Linked DNA regions of Mus musculus: all the other regions are linked to region 4. Evidence: chromatin contacts called from public ChIA-PET and promoter capture Hi-C data. All regions are on one chromosome and are shown on one strand. Each heading gives the region's core, a stretch centred on a gene start, on an enhancer-like site or on the middle of the called end of the contact. The rest is flanking DNA. Distances are from core to core; before and after follow the strand shown. Region 1 overlaps Ablim1 (actin-binding LIM protein 1). Region 2 holds the start of 4930449E18Rik (RIKEN cDNA 4930449E18 gene). Region 3 overlaps Nrap (nebulin-related anchoring protein). Region 4 holds the start of Ccdc186 (coiled-coil domain containing 186). Region 5 overlaps Habp2 (hyaluronic acid binding protein 2).

Evidence for each region. Promoter capture Hi-C pulls out the DNA fragments that hold promoters and counts their contacts. ChIA-PET counts read pairs in DNA pulled down with a chosen protein or histone mark.
Region 1: an RNA polymerase II ChIA-PET map of memory CD8 T cells shows a contact between it and region 4, with 38 read pairs. The contact joins the enhancer-like site here to the promoter of Ccdc186 in region 4. A contact is called at or near these places in 3 of 39 promoter capture datasets (the 3T3-L1 cell line, hippocampal neurons and liver), 1 of 484 Hi-C or Micro-C datasets (CD4 T cells), 3 of 115 datasets of contacts at active chromatin or transcription factors (effector CD8 T cells, memory CD8 T cells and pancreatic cancer cells) and 2 of 9 other capture datasets (adipose tissue and pancreatic islet).
Region 2: a contact with region 4 is called in a promoter capture Hi-C map of embryonic stem cells, with 3 times the contacts expected there. The contact joins the promoter of 4930449E18Rik here to the promoter of Ccdc186 in region 4. A contact is called at or near these places in 2 of 39 promoter capture datasets (both in embryonic stem cells) and 1 of 9 other capture datasets (pancreatic islet).
Region 3: a contact with region 4 is called in a promoter capture Hi-C map of the HPC-7 cell line. The contact joins the enhancer-like site here to the promoter of Ccdc186 in region 4. A contact is called at or near these places in 16 of 39 promoter capture datasets (the 3T3-L1 cell line, the C10 cell line, the HPC-7 cell line and 9 more), 1 of 15 datasets of contacts at CTCF or cohesin (large pre-B cells), 1 of 484 Hi-C or Micro-C datasets (nephron progenitors), 7 of 115 datasets of contacts at active chromatin or transcription factors (bone marrow-derived macrophages, embryonic basal ganglia, embryonic stem cells and 3 more) and 2 of 9 other capture datasets (embryonic stem cells and liver).
Region 5: a promoter capture Hi-C map of hematopoietic stem and progenitor cells shows a contact between it and region 4, with 2.2 times the contacts expected there. The contact joins the enhancer-like site here to the promoter of Ccdc186 in region 4. A contact is called at or near these places in 11 of 39 promoter capture datasets (the 3T3-L1 cell line, the HPC-7 cell line, HPC-7-derived erythroid cells and 6 more), 3 of 115 datasets of contacts at active chromatin or transcription factors (bone marrow-derived macrophages, embryonic stem cells and pancreatic cancer cells) and 4 of 9 other capture datasets (adipose tissue, embryonic stem cells, macrophages and 1 more).

Annotation. Positions count from the first base shown.
Region 1 is chr19:57,130,112-57,134,388 of GRCm38.p6, reverse strand. Ablim1 (actin-binding LIM protein 1) reads left to right here. Exons shown (of 26, transcript NM_178688.4): 6 at 1,434-1,527. Among named protein-coding and RNA genes, the nearest start is that of Ablim1, 84 kb to the left of the region's middle. Within about 2 kb of position 2,833, at least 70 of the 459 cell types and tissues checked have an H3K27ac peak or open chromatin away from gene starts, as enhancers often do. A contact at or near this core is called in memory CD8 T cells and pancreatic cancer cells, where this site is marked.
Region 2 is chr19:57,270,878-57,275,326 of GRCm38.p6, reverse strand. It overlaps 4930449E18Rik (RIKEN cDNA 4930449E18 gene), which reads right to left and starts at 1,367. Exons shown (of 3, transcript NR_045319.1): 1 at 1,258-1,367. It also overlaps a transcript of Ablim1 not described here.
Region 3 is chr19:56,362,259-56,366,586 of GRCm38.p6, reverse strand. Nrap (nebulin-related anchoring protein) reads left to right here. Exons shown (of 42, transcript NM_008733.4): 15 at 114-212; 16 at 1,091-1,195; 17 at 2,178-2,285; 18 at 2,560-2,661. It overlaps Gm17197 (a long non-coding RNA gene), which reads right to left. Exons shown (of 4, transcript XR_003952900.1): 2 at 3,772-3,911; 3 at 2,155-2,353; 4 at 202-542. Among named protein-coding and RNA genes, the nearest start is that of Gm17197, 7.7 kb to the right of the region's middle. Within about 2 kb of position 2,671, at least 8 of the 459 cell types and tissues checked have an H3K27ac peak or open chromatin away from gene starts, as enhancers often do. A contact at or near this core is called in the HPC-7 cell line, where this site is marked.
Region 4 is chr19:56,820,897-56,825,546 of GRCm38.p6, reverse strand. Ccdc186 (coiled-coil domain containing 186) reads left to right here and starts at 3,348. Exons shown (of 16, transcript NM_170757.2): 1 at 3,348-3,559.
Region 5 is chr19:56,318,705-56,322,801 of GRCm38.p6, reverse strand. It overlaps Habp2 (hyaluronic acid binding protein 2), which reads right to left. Exons shown (of 13, transcript NM_001329935.1): 13 at 1,982-3,331. The coding sequence ends at 3,167. It overlaps Nrap (nebulin-related anchoring protein), which reads left to right. Exons shown (of 42, transcript NM_008733.4): 40 at 768-1,079; 41 at 1,786-1,917; 42 at 2,500-2,761. The coding sequence ends at 2,607. Among named protein-coding and RNA genes, the nearest start is that of Gm32257, 32 kb to the right of the region's middle. Within about 2 kb of position 2,496, at least 44 of the 459 cell types and tissues checked have an H3K27ac peak or open chromatin away from gene starts, as enhancers often do. A contact at or near this core is called in the HPC-7 cell line and hematopoietic stem and progenitor cells, where this site is marked.

The DNA of each region.
Region 1 (4,277 bases), core at 1,584-4,083, 310 kb before region 4:
GTAAACTTAATGGCCTATTAACGGTGCCCCAATCTAATAATTAACAAAGCAGTATACCCGACTGTGTAATCAGTTAAGCACCTCGCCATGTCTCCTTTGCTATTTCTGGTTTTTTTATGTGATGCTAACGTAGTTTTCTTCTCTGGGGCTTTAGACATCCCCGCAAAACACATGTTATCTAGGTACCAAGCCTGGCAAGACCAGAGCCACCAAATAGCCTGTCAGGGTGAAGGTTCATGTTGCAGTCAGAGAGCGCTGGTAGAGGATTAACCAGTATTATACAAATCTGTGAAGGCTGGGTGGGCTTTTCTTTTGTTTTTGTTTTTTTTAAATGTGCTCTGGTCATGAGGAGGAATCTGCTGCTCTATATCTTTTCATGGCTTTTGAAATTTTCCCCAACTAGGGATGAGGAAGTGGCTTGATGAGAGAGCTTAGACCCCAGAGTGCACAAGGCCTGCGTTGGGTCTCCAAGAGGACTGGAGATGTCATTCAGTTGGTAGAGTGCTTGCCTGGCTTGCATGGCAGCCTGTGTGCTAATTCTGTATGAAAGTGGGTGTAGAAATTGCCTGTTCTGGTGGCCTTGGGCTCTTCAAGAGTTGGAGGCCAGCTTGGCTACATAGGACCCTGCCTCAAAGGTCAAAAACCAAAACAGGAAACACAAAACCTACCCAGATGGTATTAAATCACTCACTGAAACATAGTGGATGAATTTAATTTCACAGATCCATGAAATGATTGAAAAGGAAGCTCAGCTCCCACTGCCCCAAAACTAGGGTTTGCTTCTAAGTGGGTCTGGGGTCAAACTGAAACGCCCCTGTGAGGGACTAAAGAGCTCTACAGGTGACTGTGATGAGCAGCTTAAAGGACAACGTGAGTGTTTGTCTGGCTTTTAAGTGGCACTGAGGTCTGCCAGTAATAGGCAGAGTGGACCCTCAGACTTGCTTTCCAATTGTTCCGAGTAGTAACACTCAGGAAATGGCAGCTTTGCCACACTGTGAGACGAATGCGGCTGCTGAGCTGAGCCATGTCCTAAACCCTCAGAGCCAGAGGGACCTGAGCTGAGGAGGTGACATTTGAGGTGGTGGGAGGCTCTGGTGGGCCTTTGATTCTGAGAAGATGGTGTGTGAAGGGAGGTAAGATACTCTGGGCCTCTCAGACTGGCTCATCTGGGCTGCCAGGAGAAGAATATTGGGGCCCGTGCTCCTTAATTCTGTGACAACCAAGGAAGTGGGCACAGTAACCATTTGGTGGTTTGTTGGGTTTTTTTTCTCTGTCTGGCTTGGAGAACAACCACTTGCTCTCTGGCCTGTGGTTTTGTATGGTCAGGTCGCTGGGTCTGTGTAAAGATGGATTCTACTCTTGTTCTGTGGGAAGGGCTTCAGCAAAGTGGCTTTGGTGTCTTCCCAAGGCCTGAATGTAGCTTTGTCTTTCAGGGATGGCTCCCCATACTGTGAGAAAGACTACCAGGGGCTCTTTGGGGTGAAGTGTGAAGCCTGTCACCAGTTTATCACAGGAAAAGTCCTGGAGGTAAGTGCAGACCACCACTGTTTGCCTGTGAGCCCTCATCCTGTGTGTCTCCTCCTGAGGAGGAAGGAGAGTAGCCATGGGTGACTGTCTGAGAGGACTCGTGTGTTGTACTTACCTTTCTTCCAAAGGCCAAGGGGAACTTGGAATGATAGAGAAAAGAACAGACCTCCCTCCCTGGGAGTTAAGCAGGCATTTTTTTTTAAGAGTAAGAATATGATGTCAGACCCTGTGTGTACATCTGTGTTTGCACATGTGTGCTATCTGTGGAGACCTCAGAAGCTCAGAGTCTGAGAAAGGAAGGGAGGGTGCGAGGTGAAGGTTTTGACTTCTCTGCCCTTAGAAAGCCACATCCGCTGTGACTCAGAGAACCCTGTGACCGAGCTGAAGGAAGCCTGTCAAATTCAGGTGTGACTGCTTCCAGCCGGAGCTTTGTACCTGCCTCTGCCAGCACCTGCCTCTGGGCCTAGCTAACACCTCTTTGATGAGAGAGGCTGCAGCGAGGAATTCTGGGATCAAAGTTCAGAGAAAACCCTGTTTCTCACAGAGCTTTGGGGGCTCATCAAGCTGGAGGGGAAAGTCACAGTTCACACACACACACACACACACACACACACACACACACCTTCCTGTCCGTAGGGCAGAGAGAATGTGCAGAGCCAGGGAACCTGGCAGCTTCAGCCTGCTGATCTACCAAGCCATCATGTGGGTCCCTCGGGTGCTGATTCCATACAGCCAGTAGAGTATGTTTTAGAGACATGGGCTGTCTATCGTGGGAGTCCCTATGGTGTTTCTGGCCACTCTGGGGGGATATCACAACAAAGGTTAAGAGTAATCTCCCCGAATCCCACTACAAGTTCTTCCCACCAAACATCAAGGGGTCACCACCACTAACTGTCCTGAGGAGATGAGGATGAGACTCTTGTCAAGTACGGTCACCCAACAGTCTGAGGGAGAACGCTCTGATAAAGAGGACCACGTGGCGAGGACACAGGACACACAAGGAAAGAAGCACGTTGTGGGGTACCGAGCAGGAGAAGTGGAGGAGGACTCCTCCAGGGTCACACTCAGAAGTCTGAGTTTTGTGGAGAGAACTGAGGAGGACGTAGGCTCTATAGCTGTGGAATCACAGGATGGAGTCAGTGTTCTGTGGAAAGAATAAATGGGAGTCTTCAAACACCTGTGCACACACACACCCCACCCACCACTGACGGCAGAGGGAGGAGGAAGCGGCTCAGTCATGCCCCAGTAGATGTCGGGAAGCAGTGATAACCTGCTACACCACAGATGCACCATAAGTGAAAGATGGCAGGCAGGAAGTGTGGTGGTCAGACCACCCAGACATGGAGCCCATCACCAAAGGCCTAGTGATTAGAAACAGAAAGCAGGCTGCTGTTTGCTAAGGGCTGGGGAGAAAACAGTAGTGACTGTTTCTGGGAGAGTTTCCATGACACAAATGCAAAGGCTTCCCAGCAATGAGATAGGAGAGGTAGTTATGTGGCCTTGGTAGTTCGCTGGGTGCCTCCAGCTTGTTGGTTCTAAGGTGCTGCACTTTAGACTACATGAATTTTGCCTTGAATCTAAAATTTAAAAACCAAGAAGGGTGTGAGGGTATAGTAAGGAAAAGAGGCAGGAAGATGTGGAACTTGGTACCCAAGTTTTTAAGGTCCTGTGTTCAAATCAACCTTTTTTTAATTTTTTTAGTCAACACATGGAAATGTGTTCCCCAAAAACATTGGGAGGGAAAAAGCCTGTCTGTTTTTGCATGCGTGTTTACATTCACTTCAACAGCTACAGGAAGGAATCTATAAAATATAGTTGCAATCTAGAACATGCCATTTTGGAGACATGCTGGCCCCTTGTGTTTTCTCTCTCAGGCTGGAGTCACAGAGGCTTCAAGGACCTGGTCCCACATTGACCTCAGGTGGCAGGGAAGGTCTGAAGAGCTGAGGGCTTGGAGACATTCCATACAGAGCCTCCGACATCAGTCAGCCCGGGAGTGGTTTGCACTTTCAGCTTAGATGAGAGGTCCGCCCATCAGACTCTGTCCTCCTCAGATGGGTGTGTGACCCAGAAAAATGTTCTGCAGGGGCTAGCACAAGACATGTGACTGCTAGTGACTCAGCTGGGCTTGGTCACCAGGAGAAAGCAGGACCAGTCTCCATGCCCCACCTCCCCCAAGCTTGGGGAACCATTCTCGGTGTAGCTTTGCCATCAATACTCCAAACCCTGTCTTTTTGTCTTAAATTCATTGTATCAGTATATCAGTGGTTTTATTTTCTGCATGGGTTGCAACAGTGATGGCTTAAAACAGTTTATTCTCTCATTTTTAGAGTCTAGACATTTATAACAGTGTATCATCAGGGCCATTGTTCTCTCAAACACTGGGGGAATTTTTTCTTGGTGATCTCCAGCTTCCCGGCATGCATCACTCCAGGTGAACCACCTCCTCTGCCAGCTACCTTTCCACCCTTCTCCTAAAAGGGCACTTATCATTCTATATAAGGCCATGCCCATCACTCAAATCGTCTCTTCAAGACCCTTGCCTTAATTACATCTCTGAATACCATTTCCAAATATATTAGTGTTTCCAGCTGCAAAGACTTGCTGTGGAAGTAGCTTTTGTTCATCCGATTCTAGAAACCGCAGCGACTGCCTAATGTGGAAAGATTGTAAATATTGGAGCAGAGCTGAAGCCACTGTATATAATTCTCCTAAAGGTGCTACCATATATATACCCAAGGGGGCTTTCA
Region 2 (4,449 bases), core at 118-2,617, 450 kb before region 4:
CTCCCTGGTCCCCATAACAGAGTCACAGCCTCATTTTCTTGGACTCGGGTTTAAGAAACACCCTGGGGTTACCGCCATTCCTTAGCTGAGTTCCGCGGTTTCCTACACCCCGTGTCCTGAAGGCAGTTAACAGGATTCACAGTCCAGGTCTTAAACACTCACTCACTCAGTGGTTACTTTCAATTTAGGAATCAGCTGTCAACATTTGATTCTCAGGGCGTATTTTTATTTAGCTCCAGTCATGTGGAACAGAAGCCTTTAGTATTTTCTAAGGGTCTGTGTTTCCTCGGATGTCCCAGAGTTTGATGGTGTCAGCTCTGGAGCTAAGGTGGCAGTCTGGGCCAGCTGGAAATCTGGTGTACTTGGGGCTTAAGGACAGAAAGCAGGTACTTTTGGAATCAGCCTGGAGTCACGCGTTTGCCCTGCCATTTCTGTTAGCATTCCTTCTAGGCTCCGCCCCACCGTTACCTGGCAACAGCCAGGTACTGCCTGACTCACTATAAAAGGGGCTGCTTGCCCCCTTCCTCACTCTCTTAATCTCTTACTCTCTCCTACTTTTACCCTCTCTGTCCTTTCTCTCCCCATCCTCCTCCCCCTTCTCTCCCCATACCGCCCTCTACCAAATATATTCCTGGCTCTTTCATTTTTATAAAACGCAGCAATTCGCTCATTGAGATAACTCAGTGCAGATTTTCTCTAAGCCTCAGTTTCCTCGCAGACAAGATACTGTAAGCAGAGTACAGAGGAACGGCAGCCCAACCTGAGAGGTGCTGAGCAGGAACCATGTTACCGTTCCGTTTAGAAGCTGGAAGGGTGCCTGTGTGCGCAGCAGAGGAGGCAAGCTGAATGACTGCGTAGACACTGACTCCTCCTCGACCCAGCTGGGGAAGAGCAACCTCACGAACACCTTAAAGTGCTCGGAATACCCAGAAGACAGTAGGAAAGGTGGGGTGGGCACCTCGCTGCATAGGATTCTACACCTTTGCCACACTTGCTTGTCACTTTAAAAGTGAATATGGTTGAATGACTTAACAGGACCCTCCCACAAACCCACAGTCTCTTGTCTCCAGAAGTAATTACTGTCTTGGCCTTTGGTATTACTGCTGCCTTGTTTTCAGAACGTCTCCATTTGTGTGCTGATCAGCAAACCCTGTAAGTCGATGGTCAGAGTGGTTTTTCTCCTATGAGAGCACATAGCTTTCCTCTTCCCCCTCCTCTGCTTCCTCCCCTGACTTGGAGATAGAACCCTGTTCCTACCTGTTTCTATAGTCCATTCCTCTCTACTCCTCCCTCCTTTCTTAAGAAGTGGGCCTTCTCATTTCTGCCTTCTAGGCTGGCTCCAAACTCCCAGGTGCCAGAGATCCTCTGGCTTCAGCCTCCCGAGTTGCTGGGATTCTAAGAATGCTGCTGAGCCCAGGTTCTCTTTTTTCCTGCTGACTTGTGTTAGTTTCGACTGTTCCTGGTGTTGATGGATATTTAGAGGCACTATCACTCCATTTTTTTTAAATCTCTGTGATTCACTGAACAGTCTTACCTGTGTCTTGTCCCCCACTACCCAGTCCTGAAAGGGCAACCCTGGACCAACATGCAAAGTGAATGGACCAACAGGAACTACTGGGGCTTTGGGTTGAAGGTCTTCCCTTTCAGTAACTATTCACAGTTTGCCCTCAGAAGTACTTGCATGGGTTAATCTTACCCGCAGTGTAAACACGTCCTCAGTACTCCACAAAATCCCCAACAGCAGCCTCATCGGGCTTGAGGGTGGGGCAATATCTTACTCTCAGTGTATTTGGCATTTTCCCAGTTACTGAAGAGTCAGAACATGGCATGTTGTGTGACACCATCCCAGGGAATGTGAATAAATGTCTGCTCACCCCAGATTGGGATCTTTCCTTTCATACTGGCTGGGCGTGGCCCCTGTGTAACTCTGCCTACGCTTGCCCCTCCCAGCGTAACTCCTCCCATGCTTGCTCCTCCCAGCCAGCGTGTTAAAGGTACCTGCCCTATATTCCCTTTCCCTAGACCCCAGATTTCTGCAAAGTTACAGATTTCCAGGGTTACAAATAGCCTGCGAGTTTTTTTTTTTTAAAATAGGGATTTGCCCATCCATCCTCGTACCCAGAGCTATATTCTGCCCCTTGCTCATTTTGATGCAGCAATTTTGAGCCTCTGTGTCTCTGGCACATTTCAGCATTTTCTACTGTCAATTTCTCTTCCTCATGAGACTCTTGGCCAGGAAGAAACAAGTAAGTCGTCACGAGGCTGCTGTGCTGCTCTGCGCATGCCCAGGGCTGGGCACCCGAGGCTCACTAGCTCAGGGACCAGTTCCTGGCCTATCAGTGAGGCAGACTGGAAAACAGTCATTTCAGTACCATGTGTTCAGTGCTACAGTGAGGAGATATGTGCATCAAGCTATGGTTGGAGGAACAGGGCGGGCATTAGTGCAGCCCTAGCTGGGTCTGAGAGCTCGAGTGGAATTTTGCCAAAGGGAAAAAGCAGACAAGTGTGACAGGGTGCGGAGTTGTCCTCCCCAGACCAGCCTGTGGCAGCAGGCATCTCGTTCCTGGCTTTTCATGCCCCTGGGTAAAGACAAAACATTATCTGCTTAGACACCACAGCATTCCTGTAAACTAATGCGTTAGGGACATAGAAGTACCATAAAAATCTGAGTGCACACATGTGTGCGCCATACGACGTGGAGTACGACTACTGCGCATGCCAGACAAACGCCCTGCCGCTGAGTGATTCCCTGAGCCCCTTCTCTGCTTTATATTCTTTACTTTATATTTTGAGACAGTGTCTCACCAAGTTGCCCAGGCTTGCTCTGAACTTAACAATTCTTCTACCTCAGCTCTGAAACAACTGGAATTGTGGACCTGTGCCACCAGACCTGGCTGACATTGTATTTCTTAATGAAGGTTAATGGTTCATATGTCTGGAATTTATCAGGACAAAATATGACCAGACAGTAGGATCTGATTAGAAGGCTTAAGAATGATCTGTGCAGGGTAAGGCAGTCTCAGAGTCTTTTTGGTCTGATGGGTGGTTAAAGCCAGAACACACGGTCCGAGTGGTCTGTGCCGTGCTTCTGCCCAGGCTCAGAACATAAGCAGGCCTCCTGGGACCTGTCAGAGTTTCTGTCCAAGTTCAAGGTCTCCTTGTGATGCCCCCTCTCAAGAGGTGGTACTTGCCTATCAGGAGCTGTTCATTACAGAATTGTTCCGAGTGGGATCCAGCCAGGAACTTGCTTGGGAAGACAGTTAATCTAATCCCACCAGCCTCTGAGACGTTACCGGTCCTATTAATAAACAGCGCGGCAGCCTCCTTATCGTGCCTGAGCGCAACCTCTAACGCATTCCCAGAGCAGGCTTCGTCGAGCCGCAGTGACATTTGCTATGATCCTGAGTTTTCAGGTAAACTCGGGACCTTTGTGGAACAAAGCAGGCACTGGGCTCTGGTTCCTGGCTGGGTTTCAGGTTGTGTCACCGCTGGGAATAGCTGTCACTGCGGGAGCACTATCAGCTGTCCTTCTTTACCGGTGCATCTGCATTGGTAGAGAGTGAAGGCGCTGCAGGTCTGCCGTGGAGAGTAAGGACAACAGTTTGTGGCCCGTCTTGTACAAGAGGCAGATGACTTTGGTGATTTTGTTCTCTTTAAGATTAAAGTTTTCTATCTCGGTGCTTCTTAAATTTCTTTTTTGAGAATTTCATGCATGTCTACTACCATGTTCTTGGTCTCACCCACCTCTCATTCTTATCCTGCAACACCCACCAGAACCTTCTAGCTCATCTTCCTCAACACCTCATGTTTTCTTCTTTTAAAATTCCTTATCGTTATTTTAACCCACCGAGTACAGCTAGTATTTCCCATAAGCATGCCGGAATACAGGCAACTTTCCAGTAGCCACATCCCTCCATAAAAGCAAGTCTTCCTTCCCCAGTTGTCTTAAACTGCCGATATCTTGTCAGCTAGGGGTTGGGCTTCTGGAGAGAGGAAGTTTAGCATGTGTGACAATATGACTTAAAGGTGACTAGAGAGATGGAAACTCTCTAGTTAATTCAGCAGACGCTTAGCTTAGTATGCGTGAAGCTCTGAGGGGTAAAGATGGGGGGTGTTTACTAGAAAGCCATTTCCTCCTAGGCATCTGTCCCTTCTAGGCCATCAGCTAGAGTGGGCTGGGTTGTCGAAAACGCATTTATTAGAAAGGCAAATTGCGCATAACACTCGTGTACTTCTTCGTGACTTCTTTTGTAGGATTAGCAATAGAGAGTAAGTATTCTGAAGGGTCTGTGGAGGGCAAACCTTTTTCATTTACTTAGAGAGTTAAGAGGCTGACGTGGGTAACATGGGCAGACAGGACTGTTACGACACATAAACCTTGACCAGCGTGGCTGACTTTGTTACCAAAATAGCCATTGCTTTATGGAGTGTGCCTGGTCCCAGCTAACC
Region 3 (4,328 bases), core at 1,422-3,921, 460 kb after region 4:
AGTTAGGAGTCTTCTTTTTCTAATTCTCCGAAAATCACTACAGCCGAGTAAGGGAGCCATGCACATCCCAGAGATGATGGTGAATGACATTTCCCGTGCCTGTTTTTGCCCAGGTCAACTACAGGCAGAACATTGACAGAATGAAGTTCAGCTCGGTGACAAACACGCCACAGATTGTTCAAGCTAAGATCAACGCCCAGCAGCTGAGCCATGTACGTAGCACGCCCCAGCTCCGCTGGGGATTTTGCAATTGCTGTGAGGCCTCTGGACAGCTGACCCCCGAGGATTTTACTTTTACTAATGCTGGATTGTGTGGTTACAGCCGAGAAATGATGCCCTTTCTTTCAAACATTTTATTGTGGAGGATGTCAATTTATACAAAGGCAGAGCATACTGAAGCCCCTGGTACCAGCTTCAATAACTATCAGCTCACAGCCCACCCTGCCACATGTGCATGCCCTCTGACCTTCCCCTTCTTTCTCATTGTGAAGAAAATCCAAGATGCTACCCAGCTTCATCTGTAAATATCTTAGTATGAATCTCTAAAAAGTAAAAAGAACGAAGTACATTTTTATAATTTTGATACAACACACCAAAAGCTAACAATAAATCCCAACTTTGCAACTCTCTCGGCAGCGCCCGTGGCCCAGGGTTAAGTTTTGAGCGACAGTCCTCATAGATGACACTGCCGTCTTACCCATGTGTTTAGCTCTTTTGTGCACATGAGGTTCAAGATGTGCCTTTTATAACTGTACATAATCAATATTACTTCTGATAATACTGATTTTTGATTCCTAGCAAGTGTCTAACCTACATATAGCAAAGTGTTCAGCGCCACAGCAACTTAAAGGTATCTTGCAAACTTACAAACTTGGATGTGCCCGTGAGCTGTTTCATTTTTCGTTTGACACCTCCAATCTGTTAACTTAAACCCCCCACCACCACCCCAAGTTTCTTGTAAAGGGCCTTTCCCAGGGACCCCCCTCTCTGCAACAGGAATCAGAGGGACGTGGGAAACGGCATAGTTTCCCCAGGGCTCTCCTCCTGTTTGTTACACACAAACCTTGCAGACCTATTTTAAACTCAACAGGTGAATTACCGAGCTGACTACGAGAGAAACAAGCTGAACTACACATTGCCCCAGGACGCCCCTCAGCTGCTGAAGGCCAAGGCCAATGCAGAACTGTTCAGCGAGGTAAGAGCAAGCTGGGGAGAGCTTGGTGTGACATTCACCAATGCTCAAACAAGCAGGGCCTCCTTGCCTCCCAGGAAAGAGTCTTCCAGGGCATTCAACACAGTGGGATTTAGAATTTTGGCACACCTCCCTGGGTACATGATATGTGAACATGCAGTCTTGTCACCACCACCATCATCATCCCAGCGACTGACTGGTGACTTTGTGAGAAGAGATTTTTTTTTTTAAGTTTCAAGAATAATCTTGATATGATCAACAAAAACACAAGGAGTCACAGAATGGTCTGCGATTAGGCCACTAGCCTAGGTGGGAGTTATGGGGAAGGAAAACGAAAAATAGGGACAAATTTTTTTGTACAAGACTACTCTGTGTTGAGGCGGAGGACGTGATGACATAAATCTGATGTGTTTATTGGGCTCATCGTGGCGTTAACGTACCTTCCAGCATTTGTTGCCGTGGGTTTTGATATGAGACAAACCCCGATCCAGAAGTCATGCTGGACTCGTTTGAGCTGTACGACCCTAGTAAATAAATGCCTTGCTGAGCCTTGGCTTGTGTGAAGATTTGTAGTTAGTGTCTACAACCCTTTTAGGAAGGGACCACACACAGTGGTTCTTGCAGGCAGCATCAAATCTTCGCTTCTTGGCTGCACCACACAGTTTAGGATTTGCCTTCAAGCTCCACGCCCAACTTACATTTCCAGCAGCCCGGGGAATTATAATATGCATTTTGTAAATGGTCAGCCACAGCTCAGAGAGGTAATTACCCAAAGTCACTTGACCAGGCAATGAAGGTTCTTTGTCCTGTCCCTAGGGTGGCCCTAAGGGTCAGTGATTACTGTTACAGTCTTGACAATAATAGCTAAGACTCTCCCGCCTGCCAATAGAAGAAACCAAGTTTGCTTTAAAGAAAAATCCTCTCAACTTCCCGCAGACTGGTGGGTAGCAGGGCCCACTCACCTGTGCTTGTGTTTGTTTGTCAGGTGAAGTACAAAGAAGGCTGGCAGAAGACAAAGGGGAAAGGCTTTGAGATGAAGCTGGACGCCATGTCTCTGTTGGCCGCCAAAGCCTCGGGGGAGCTTGCTAGCAGCGTAGGTTCTTCTCGTTAACACAGAATTGTGTAAGGGATAAGAAACAGCTGCAATGTGATGGCAGCCACCTGCTGGAGAAATAATGACTGTTAACATTGTAAACATCGCAACACTTTAATCTTCTTCTGGGTTTGAGAAAGATGGAGGGGGTACTCCCCCCCCCACCACCACCACCACCATGGCAAGAATTGTTCTCTTTGTGTTTGTTACAGTCAGAGTCCCTTCTAGGGCAGTTTCTCTCTTGCTCACGCTAGACTGTCTTCTTCCTCTCAAGGTTAAATACAAAGAAGAATATGAGAAAATGAAGGGCAGAGCCCTGGGAGCCACAGACTCTAAGCTTCTGCATTCTCTGCAGGTGGCCAAGATGAGCAGCGAGGTAAACTTCCTCCCGCCCCAGCCCCTAACTGATAGCTGTGCTTAAAAGTTCCTCCTGGGCAAGCTTGCCTTTCTGCAGACTTCCACCTGCAAGGCTTTTCTCTCTTGGCTTATATACGAGGAACTCGTTCGTTTTCTTTATTTTGTCAAAGCACAGTGTTCTTTAAAAGTACGTGAGGTGGATGGTCCCGGGGATGACAGCGTCTACTGAGCAAGGTACAGAGGTGCTGAGTACATCTATTTATGCCACAGATATTTGTCACACAGTGCTCTGGGTGAAATACTGCAAGAGGCTCTGGAGCTATGAGAATGAGCAGCTCACAAGTTCCTCGCTCACAGAGCTAAGCTCAAATGTGAGAGTGTCTTAGTCCATCTTTCTGCTGCTAAACCAGGATCCTAGAGATAGCACTTGAGGAAGGAAGAGCTCTGTTTTGTCGTATAATTCTGGAGGCTCCAGGGCCTGAGGATGGACAGCTGCAACACCCTCGGGTTGGCCCCGTGTTGCTTGGGATGAAAAGAGGTGTAAAGGGGAGCTAGTGTATGTAAATGAGAGAACACAGTGTGTTCTCATGATGATAAATCCAGCCCAGGACAGGCAGGCAATGATGTGTTCGTGAGGCTGCAAGAGGTTTGACTTGGTACCTCCACCACCATCACCACCACCACCACCACCTACTGTTGAGGAGCTAAACCTAAATGTAACTGTCGGCAGGGACAAATCACATCTAAATCATAGCAGGGAGTTGAGCTTGTAGGTTTTTTGTGATGATGTTCTGGGTGGCCACAGTATTAGTGTTCAAAACATTTGCCAGGCTAATGTGGTATCCCCAGCTCCAGCCAACTTGATTGTCATTGGTTGTAAATAACTGGAATGTCTGGAGATTGACACTCATCACCTAGGACAGATCATGGTAGGGTGGTCGTGGAGCCTCTGGGGAAGGAGAGCTCTACCAGAAGGGACATCTATGGTTTCCAGTCAAATCTTTCACCCAATGCAAAGCATACAGGATGGACACATGAGCACTGAGTTCCTACTCTAGCCTTCCCGAGCCATGCAATGAAGCCATGCAATGAAGCCATGCAGCTCTGCTGAGCAGCTGAGTAGATTTACCTGGTAGGCCTTTACGAGACCGTGGCTTGAGTGGTATAAGGGAGCTGGCACTGAAGTCATGCATTTAGACACACCATGGAACACGTCTTGGGAAATGCATGGTCATGAAGCATGAAGACACAGTAAGAATCGGAGTTGGGCTTTGATGTAAATGGACAACAAATTGTTACACTGAGTATCTGTGATCCAAAGCCATATGGTCGTCAACGATAGCAGTGGGAGAGTAGAGTTAGAGACTAGATCACTCAATACCTGGCACCTCGCCCCTCATACTGCTGGGCACTGTCTTTTCTCACCATATGCCGTTATATCCGGTGTCATCACCATTGTCCGAGCTGTAACTAATGTCATGACCGCCATTGTCACAGCATCAGTCATCATCACCGTCTCCATGGAAACCACTATTGACATCCATCCTCCTCGCCACCATCACCCTTGTATTCTCATCACTAGTGTGTGCTGTTTGCACGTAACACTCCCTATCCTAAGCATCACATTTCTGTGACTGTAGTAAGACTGGCCACATCTGGTTCCTTAAGGAAAATGAGCCGTAAGGG
Region 4 (4,650 bases), core at 2,099-4,598:
CTCCCAGCATCCCTCAGTCCCTACCTGTTACAGGGTATGACTGGCATACCCCACCCCCAACCCCTAAACTTCTCCAGCCCAGGGTCTGGGCTGCTCTTCCCCCAGCTGCCTTTCCCTATATAATCTGGCCATGTTGGTTCTCCAGGCTTTTGTCTACCCTTTTCTCTCCTGGCTCTCCCTCTCCCCGGCTCCTCACAGAACCCAGGTCAGGGTCAGGTTCCCTCTGGACTCTCTTAGATGTCTCTGTCTCTGCTCTCCCTCATGTCTATAATAAACCTCCTACTACACCATACCTAGGAGCAGTCATGTCCTTCCTTTTTTAATTTCTTTTTCTCTCTTTTCCTTCAGCTATCATGCCGGTCATTATCTTTTCTTCATTTTTATTAATTTCTAGAATATAGAAAAAGAAGAGTTCTCATTGGTGAGGTTACAATCAGTTTCTCCTAAAACAAACATGTTTGAAACTGCTGTTATTAACGAAGCCCATGATTTGTTCGGATTCCTGCCCTGCTTCTATACATCTTTTTAGCCAGAATCTAACATCACATTTAGCTATCTTCCCATAGCCAAGGCAGTTTCTCCTGATTGACAGCTTCCAGGAGCACCGAGGAGGCTTTTGGAAGCATCCTCCTGGTCCTGGGGTTTGTCTGATGCACTTGATAGGAATGGAGTATGAGTTGTTTGGAAGACTACAGAGGCAAAGTCACACTTTTATTGTAGGATACTGTCTGATACATTTTATGAACATGATTCACAATAATGAATAACAGGCGTCATCATATGACTGACATTTATTACATTTCTGCCCCGTAAAGTTTCCCCCTTTCCACACAATGTGATAGAGGAGAAAGTCGTTATGCCCCACCTCTGAACAGAATATGTCCTACGCTATTTTACACACTTCTTGCTCCAAACTCGTAGCCACGCCTTGTAACTTTTCAGTCCAGGCTCTTTGGTGGAAAATAGAGATGTGGAGAGTAAGGGTGTGCGTTAGGCTGTTGGGATTCTTTTCAGTAGTCACCCATCACCCCCAGGACTGAATTCCAGGCCTTCCCCCATGCTAAGGCAAATATTGTAGCACCGACTTCTCCATGAAAAAAATAAATCTCCAATTTCATCGTGATATTTCTAAATCCAAATGTAGGATTGCTGTAACTTTAGCTTGTTCAAAACCGATTTTTAATGATGGCTCTTAAACACTTTAGCCTCCCTTGGAGCCCACCACCCACCAGAGTTAGTGGAAAAGAAAGGATATGGGGGTTGTGGGGGGAGAGTGGACCTGTTTAGAAAGGTTCTTTGGAGCAACTCCCATCTGTGTTGTCAGGAAATCATCAGTTCACTTCACAGTTCAAAGACAGCAGCAGCTCGATCCACGTGCAAACACTTCACAGACACACCAGCAGTTCAGTTCAGTGGAGTCAGGATAGCAAGCAGGAAATCAGCAGCGGTGGCACGACCTAGCAGAGACAGCCAGGCCCCAGCCTTTGCTTTAGCATCCTCTCCTGTGTCTGCTTCAGGGAAACATTCCTTCACTTAGCCTTTCATGCCTGTGTCCACTTTAACGGAACACTCCTTCATGTGTTTGCCCCAGCAGAACACCATCCAGCACGTTCCAAAGAACCCTTAGCGTTTCCACTTCAGATTGCAGCGTTTCCATCTCATCTCTTTGGTTTTACACCTGTATTTCTTCTCTCTTATGATTTAAAAAATTAGTTTCCCAGACATGCTTAATACATTTTCTTACCAGTTATAAGTTCTGAAGTACATTTCAGAAATAATGCTAATGTTACTTCTAACAATATGAACAGATAAACAACTCAGTGTGTCTTCCCTCCTTTTGGGATAACATACCTTACTAGGAATGTTTAAAGTCCAGCCATTCTTTTCAAAGTAAGAAAACCTATGTATGTCTGTATGAATGCATGCATGTATGTATATACGTATGCATTTAGGAAAAGGGTCTCCTGCAGGCTAAACCCTAAGTGGTTCCTACTTGCACCTCCCAAATGCCTGGATAACCATTGTAAGCCACTACTCCCGGCTCAACCCATAGTTAGGGTCTCATTTCTGTGAATTGACACTCTTCACACCAAGGCAACTCTTATAAAAGACAACATTTAATCAAGGCTGGTTTTACAGGTTCAGAGGTTTAGTCCATTATTATCACGCTGGGACGCACAGCAGTGTGCAGGGGGTTGAGGGTTAGGGTTAGAGACAAAGAGCAGAGAGCTCTACCTCTTGATTGGAAGGCAGCAAGGAGGAGACCGAATATGTCTCACACTGGGTGTAGCTCAAGCATTTATATGAGAGCTCAAAGCCTTCCTCCACAATGACATACCCTGTCCAACAAGGCTACACCTCCTAATAGTGCCACTTCCTATGGGCCAAGCATTCAAATACATGAGTCTATTCAAGTCACCACCGCACCTTAATTGTAAAACGTACTGTAATACATTACCATAATTTGAGGAGGGAGTTGTCATTTTCTGATTAAAAAAAGACAGAGGGTTAGTAATATACCACATTGAAGATTTTCCTCCTCAGCAATTATGAAAGTAATTTAACAGTAATATGCTTGGATTTACAAACTTGCCACTGAAGACGAGTCTTAACTATTTTCACTTACAACTGTCTACACGGCCCAGAACTTTAACACATCTTTTCTCCGGACAGAGGTGGTTTGCAAAACCTCCAGACTAAAACTGCTCACCTTCCCTACCTCCTCCAACTGGGCTTAGTCACTATAATATACAACCTGCGTGCAACCATGCAACCGGATGGGTTACGCAGCCCAGGCAGGCTTAGGTCCTCTGCGTGGAGCACACTAACAAGCTTACTAGTAAACAATGGCACTCGGTGCCACTTGGAGATCCCAGGTCAATTATTATTATGGAAACCCTGCAGAGCTCTCTCCCAGAGATGAAGCTCGCATGCCCAAGTCAGCTGCTCCTGCGGACTTGGCTCACCCACAGGCAGCGCAAAGTTTGCACCATCAGAACCGGGAAGCCACAATCTCTAGTTCTCTTTTATTACTTTATGCCACTGACTCATTAGATGACCGGCCAAAGGGTGAAGAAAAAAAGATGGCAACTTCCTTCCGATAGAAAGCACCGGCTTGGGACGGGAAAGGGAAAGAGTGGCCCAACCGGACAACAACAGCCTGCTACAGCCTCCTTGGGCTTAAGTGGAGGTGGCACGGAGATGCTGGGCGGGGCCTCTAGAAACCGCGAGGACTGGAGGCGGCGCCTCGAAAACCACGCCCGCCTCCAGGTGCTTAACGTCACGCGGTCCGCGCCGCGCTGATTGGCTCGTTCAGGGAGCCCCGCCCCCTCAGCTGTAGCCGCGCCGGCTTAGGCGTCGCCGCCATCTTTGTTGATGTGTCAGCTCCGCAGGGGTTTTGGGGGAAAACCTCCGCTGAGAGCCCGGGATCTGCAGTGGTCTCCGCGCGTGACTTCCTCACCCACTCCGCGTCGGCTACACGCCGCCATGGGTTCGTCGGCCCTGGAGCCGGAGCTCCATCGGCCTCGCTAGGGTGCGGCCCGGGGCTGGACGACGGACGGTGAGTGGCCGAGGGGCGTCCGGGACGGGCGCGCTCGGGGAGCGCTGGTCTGCGCGCGTGGACGTGACGGGGTGGTAGCCCCGGGCTGTACGCAACTCCGCGCGTGGACGTGACGGGGCTGGCGGGGCCCTCGGGGGGCTGTGCCCGGAGGCGCGGCCGCTCCCCCGCCGCACCAGCGCGGTATCTCCGGGGACGCGGTCCGCAGCGTTCGGCTTTTCCAAAGATCCCGATGTATTTTCATATATTTTCACCTTGGTAGGGAAACCATTTCAGATTTCTCTCTCCCCTTCTACCTATCCTCAAAGTAGCAATCCCAGGGAAACAGCGCGCGGGGAGAATGATGGCTCAGCTGCCAACAATTCGTAACTTGTTACAATATTCACATCTTGATTGTTATTTAGAGAGGAGACTCGGGTTTGTACGCAGAACACCTGGGTTAGAGTCAGAAAAGACTACAGTAAAAAAATATGACAGCGAACCAGAAAAGATGTCTCAGACCCAGTGTCACGCACGGTCCTTTGATGTCCCAGCCTTTTCCTTTCTTCTGAAGTGGTACACAGGGTGCTTGTCTGAGGAAAAGATGAAACAAATCAGTTATGACAGTGTTTCAAAGTGCACGTGTAGCCAGCCATCCCAAGGAAAATCGGTCTGTTAAGTGTTAGGTTTATTAGCGTGGATGTGGCCTTTGTGCACTTAATTGTGAAGGAGATTAAGGACCCAGAGACAAGTGATACTGAAACGGATGCGTCTTGTGTATCAAGTCCACCGTGTGCAGCTACTTTTTAGCTCTTCGTTAATTAATGGTTACACAAATGAAACAACAGTAATGATTGGCCTACTTCTTTTATGGTTCCTTTTTGGTCTTCCCATGTTCCCATGTGCAGATTTTGGGCAGGCCATAATCTTGTACTGTTGCACCAAGGCCTTCCTTCTCCTTTGTACAGGGTAATAGGTAAGTATGACTTTGGAAGGCTACCAGAAGACACAGGGACTGTGTTTAGTTTTTTTGAAGGCCTTTTCTAATTTAAAACAATAGAAACTTAAGGTGTTTGATTGAGAACAGGTTCCATGGAGTAAGGGTGACATTTCCC
Region 5 (4,097 bases), core at 1,247-3,746, 500 kb after region 4:
GGTTACAGGTGCACCCTTCCACACCTGAGGTTACAGGTGCACCCTTCCACACCTGAGGTTACAGGTGTACCCTTCCACACCTGAGGTTACAGGTGCACACTTCCACACCTGAGGTTACAGGTGTACCCTTCCATACCTGAGGTTACATGTGCACACTTCCACACCTGAGGTTACAGGTGCACCCTTCCACACCTGAGGTTACAGATGCACACTTCCACACCTGAGGTTACAGATGCACACTTCCACACCTGAGGTTATAGGTGCACACTTCCACACCTGAGGTTATAGGTGTACACTTCCACATCTGAGGTTATAGGTACACAGCTCTACACCTGAGGTTACAGGTGCACACTTCCACACCTGAGGTTACAGGTGCACACTTCCACACCTGAGGTTATAGGTACACAGTACATATCCTAGGTTACAGGTGCATATTATTATATCTGAGGTTGCAGGTATATACTACCACATCCTAGGTTACAGGACATCATCAATGAGTGTGCATTGCATTTCAGGCCCATATCATTGACCTCTCTCAACACCCAATGGGGTGAAGATCTATGCTGCTGTTTTATCAGATGTTCAGAGAGGCTCCACAGCCCATACAGCTCCAAGCCCATACAGCTTTGTTTGATTCCAAAGCTTTCGCCCTTATCCACTGTTGATCAAGCTTCCTGCTGAAGTCCTGGGGTCTGTCCCCTCTAGGGAGGCTGGCTTTGAAGGGGAAGGGCATCCCCATCACCTCTCTTTGCTTCTCTGATTCGCAGTTCCGGTACAAAGAGGCATTTCTGAGGGACCGGGGCCTACAGATTGGGTACCGTAGCATCAGTGACGACCCGAGGACGACGCACTTCCTCCGAGTCGGCAGGCTCCAGAGTGACAACGAGTACAGGAAGGCCTTTGCCAAAGGTCGCTCCCAGTTCCACAGTCGCGCTGACCAACCAGGCTTCCTCCAGGCCAAGAGGAGCCAGCAGCTGGCCAGCGATGTCCTCTATAGGCAGCCACTGCCTCAGCACACCAGCGACCCAGAACAGCTGGGCCTGAAGCATGCCCGGAAAGCCCATCAGCTGCAGAGTGATGTGAGCTGCCTCCACTTATGCCCTGTTACCTCCTGGGGAAGCAGGCTGAGAAGGCGTAATTACAGACATTCCCAAGTCTGCCACAAATGTACCAAATGCTTTCTCAGGATTGGGTGGTGTGGCCTTTTTAACAGACAAGGAACCCAAGCCAGGTGAAATTAAGCAACCTAAGATCACACAGGAAATAAGCGGCAGCCCCAGGGTATTTGATGACATAGCCCAACTTCTTATTTTTCTTAATTAATTAACTTGTACTGGGGATTGAGCCAAGGGCCTTATGCATGTTGGTCATGTGCTCTGCCACCTCAGCAGCTGTCCGGTCTGAAAGCTCGGGCCCATGGTGGTTCCGTTCTGCTATTTCCATGGGGTCTTGATAATTACAGAAGCCAGTTTTATGCTTTCCCTGATTTGCAACTGAAGCTCAGAGAGGGGAGGTGAGTTTTACAAGGACACAGAGATAGGAGCTCAGACTTGAACCAGGTATCTCCAGGGTATTTTATTACCCAACTGGAATTTTGGGAGCAAATGCATAGTGGCTGGCCAGGCTTATTGTTCAGGTCCTCTGCATCACATGACCGCTCTTTGTTCTGACTTTAATGATGTCAGTGTGGTCCAGCATCTCCGGGCTGCCTTTTAAATCTCCCTCACTCCACTGTCAAAGCACCCAATCTTGCTGACTTTCCTCTTGCTCCTTCCTTCCCTCAAGGTCAAGTACAAATCTGACTTGAACCTGACTCGAGGTGTTGGCTGGACCCCTCCTGGCTCCTACAAAGTGGAAATGGCTCGACGGGCTGCAGAACTGGCCAACAGGAGGGGCCCGGGGATCCGGGGGGCTTCTGTGAGTAACAGGCCGCAAGCTGCACCCTGCCTTGCGAGACCACGGGAAATACAAACCCGTTGTTGCTTTTCAAAGTTTATTTTTGGCCAAAGGTCAGCTAGTTCTAAAGAAGCGTGAAAGGCAGCCGAACAAGGCGCCTAATTTCATGGGTCTGAGATGACCGGGCGGATGACACCTGGGTTAAACTTCCCGCGGGCTTCCTCTGAAGTCACAGCCATTAGTTCTGCAGAGGCAAACCTACCAGGGCGACATCAATCCCGGGCCAGGGCAGCCCAGGCTGTGCTGACTGCTTGCTCGTTACATTCGCGGAAAGGGTCAGGGACTTGCTGGCTCCAGCAGTCTGCATTTTGAACCCTACTTTGTTCAGGAGAGAGACAGCACATCTAAATGAGAAGCAGGTTTTGCTTCCTTCTCATCTCTGCCTTGAGGATCCTTTTTCTTGGACCGGGGTGGAAGAGAGGACAAAGGAGGGGTGGGGAGCTCGTTAGATGTTTGCCGGGCATCTTAGCACGGCTTGTGGGAGCAGCAACGGGGTTTCCTGTGAACTCAGTGGAGGTGGGGCGCTATGTGTGGCTTCCGCAGGTGGAGCCAGAGGCAGCAGCGGCGCTAGGAGATCATCAGAGCAGGGGGGTGAACCCGGATGCCTCGGAGATCCTGCATATCCACAAGAAGAAGACTCTGCTGATGTGAGCCTCCTTAAGAAGCCCCCTTGAGGGCTGCTTGCCAAAGGCATGCCTCTGTGGCTTTGGTCTGGATGAGCGAGTGTTTTAAAAAAAAAAAAAAACTGGCACACCCTCCCCGTGCCCACATCTGCCTTTATTAAAATAACAACTCTGAAAGCAAACAAAGAGCTTGTGGTTTTGGGGGCTTCTCTCTGATGGCTGCATGAGAATGGCTGGTTCTGTGGAGGACCCTGATGGTATGGACAAAAGATAAAGAGTCAAGGAAACATCTCCTGGTGCGGGGCAAGCAGGGATCTCAGATTCGCAGTCTCCATGGTGGAGAACGTCTCTGAATTCTGGTTATCTAGAAGGTACACTTGTCAGAACGGGGGCAAAGATAATGTATTTCTTGTTGGTTCCCAGAGAGAAAAGGCCTCATGAAATGATATAGTGCCAGTCTGGAAAGGCCCAGGCTGGGCAACAATGCCTCTGTCTAGAGCATGGACCCAGGACATCCCTGGCTACGCAGGAAGCCCCTCTTGTTTGGTGCTAAAGACGAGGGGCTTCAAGGCTCTGCAGACAGCACCTCAGAGGCCAGCCTCCCTGTGCATGGTGGTCTTTATCCAATTCAGGAACTTGGTGACTTGAGTGTAGACTCCTGGCTTCTTCCCACATTCCTGGCCCCAGCTTACAATCCCGTAGACGTAGTAAGTTCCATCCTTCTCACAGGTTAGAGGGCCCCCCGAGTCACCCTAAAGGGAGAGCAGAAGGGGTTCAGCCTTGTGAACTTGATTCAGACACGCCTACAAGGGGAGGGTGGAGCCAAGTCACCTGCTAGCTACCCTGGGCTTCTCGGAGGAACCAGTGCTCAAGCTTCCCATGATGCACAGCTCCAAAGGGAGAGAAGCTAATCCCAGCTCCAGTTCCTGAGTTTGGAAAAAGTTTGAAGCCCAGGACTGCAGCCGCAGTGCTGCGGGCAAGTAATGGTTCCTGACTCTCAATTCTAGAATTTTCCATTCCCAGGGTTCCTCAACTTCTTTTAGTAGCTGACCAAGGTGGGTGATGGCTTGTTTGGACGGGCCCAGATAAGGAGTACGGCAGAGACCCAGAGGTAGTCTATATCTTTAACCTACTGCCTGCTGAGCAGTGTGGCCTGAGGCCTTGCCTTTTCAGTGGAGTGCTGTGGAGAACCATAGAGGAACTGTGCTCCTGAGAAGGACTGTAGTGATTCTTTCTGAAGTGTGTAGGCCAGGGCAGAGAGATGGGCAGGAGGGAAGCAGAGAAGGAAACAACTTGCTTAGTCGCCGCAACTAATAGCTTTTGTCACATAACTTTACTTTCCTAATCATAGCCAATACCTTGTGATCTTGCAGGCACTTTATCTGAAGTTTGATACATTTTTTTTTTTCAAGGATTGATCAAGGTCCTATAATACGAGACAGATCAGGTTTCAAAACCATGGCTATTGGCTTCCCTTCAGCATAGCCCTTGAGCTTCATAGAAAACCAAGCATACTGT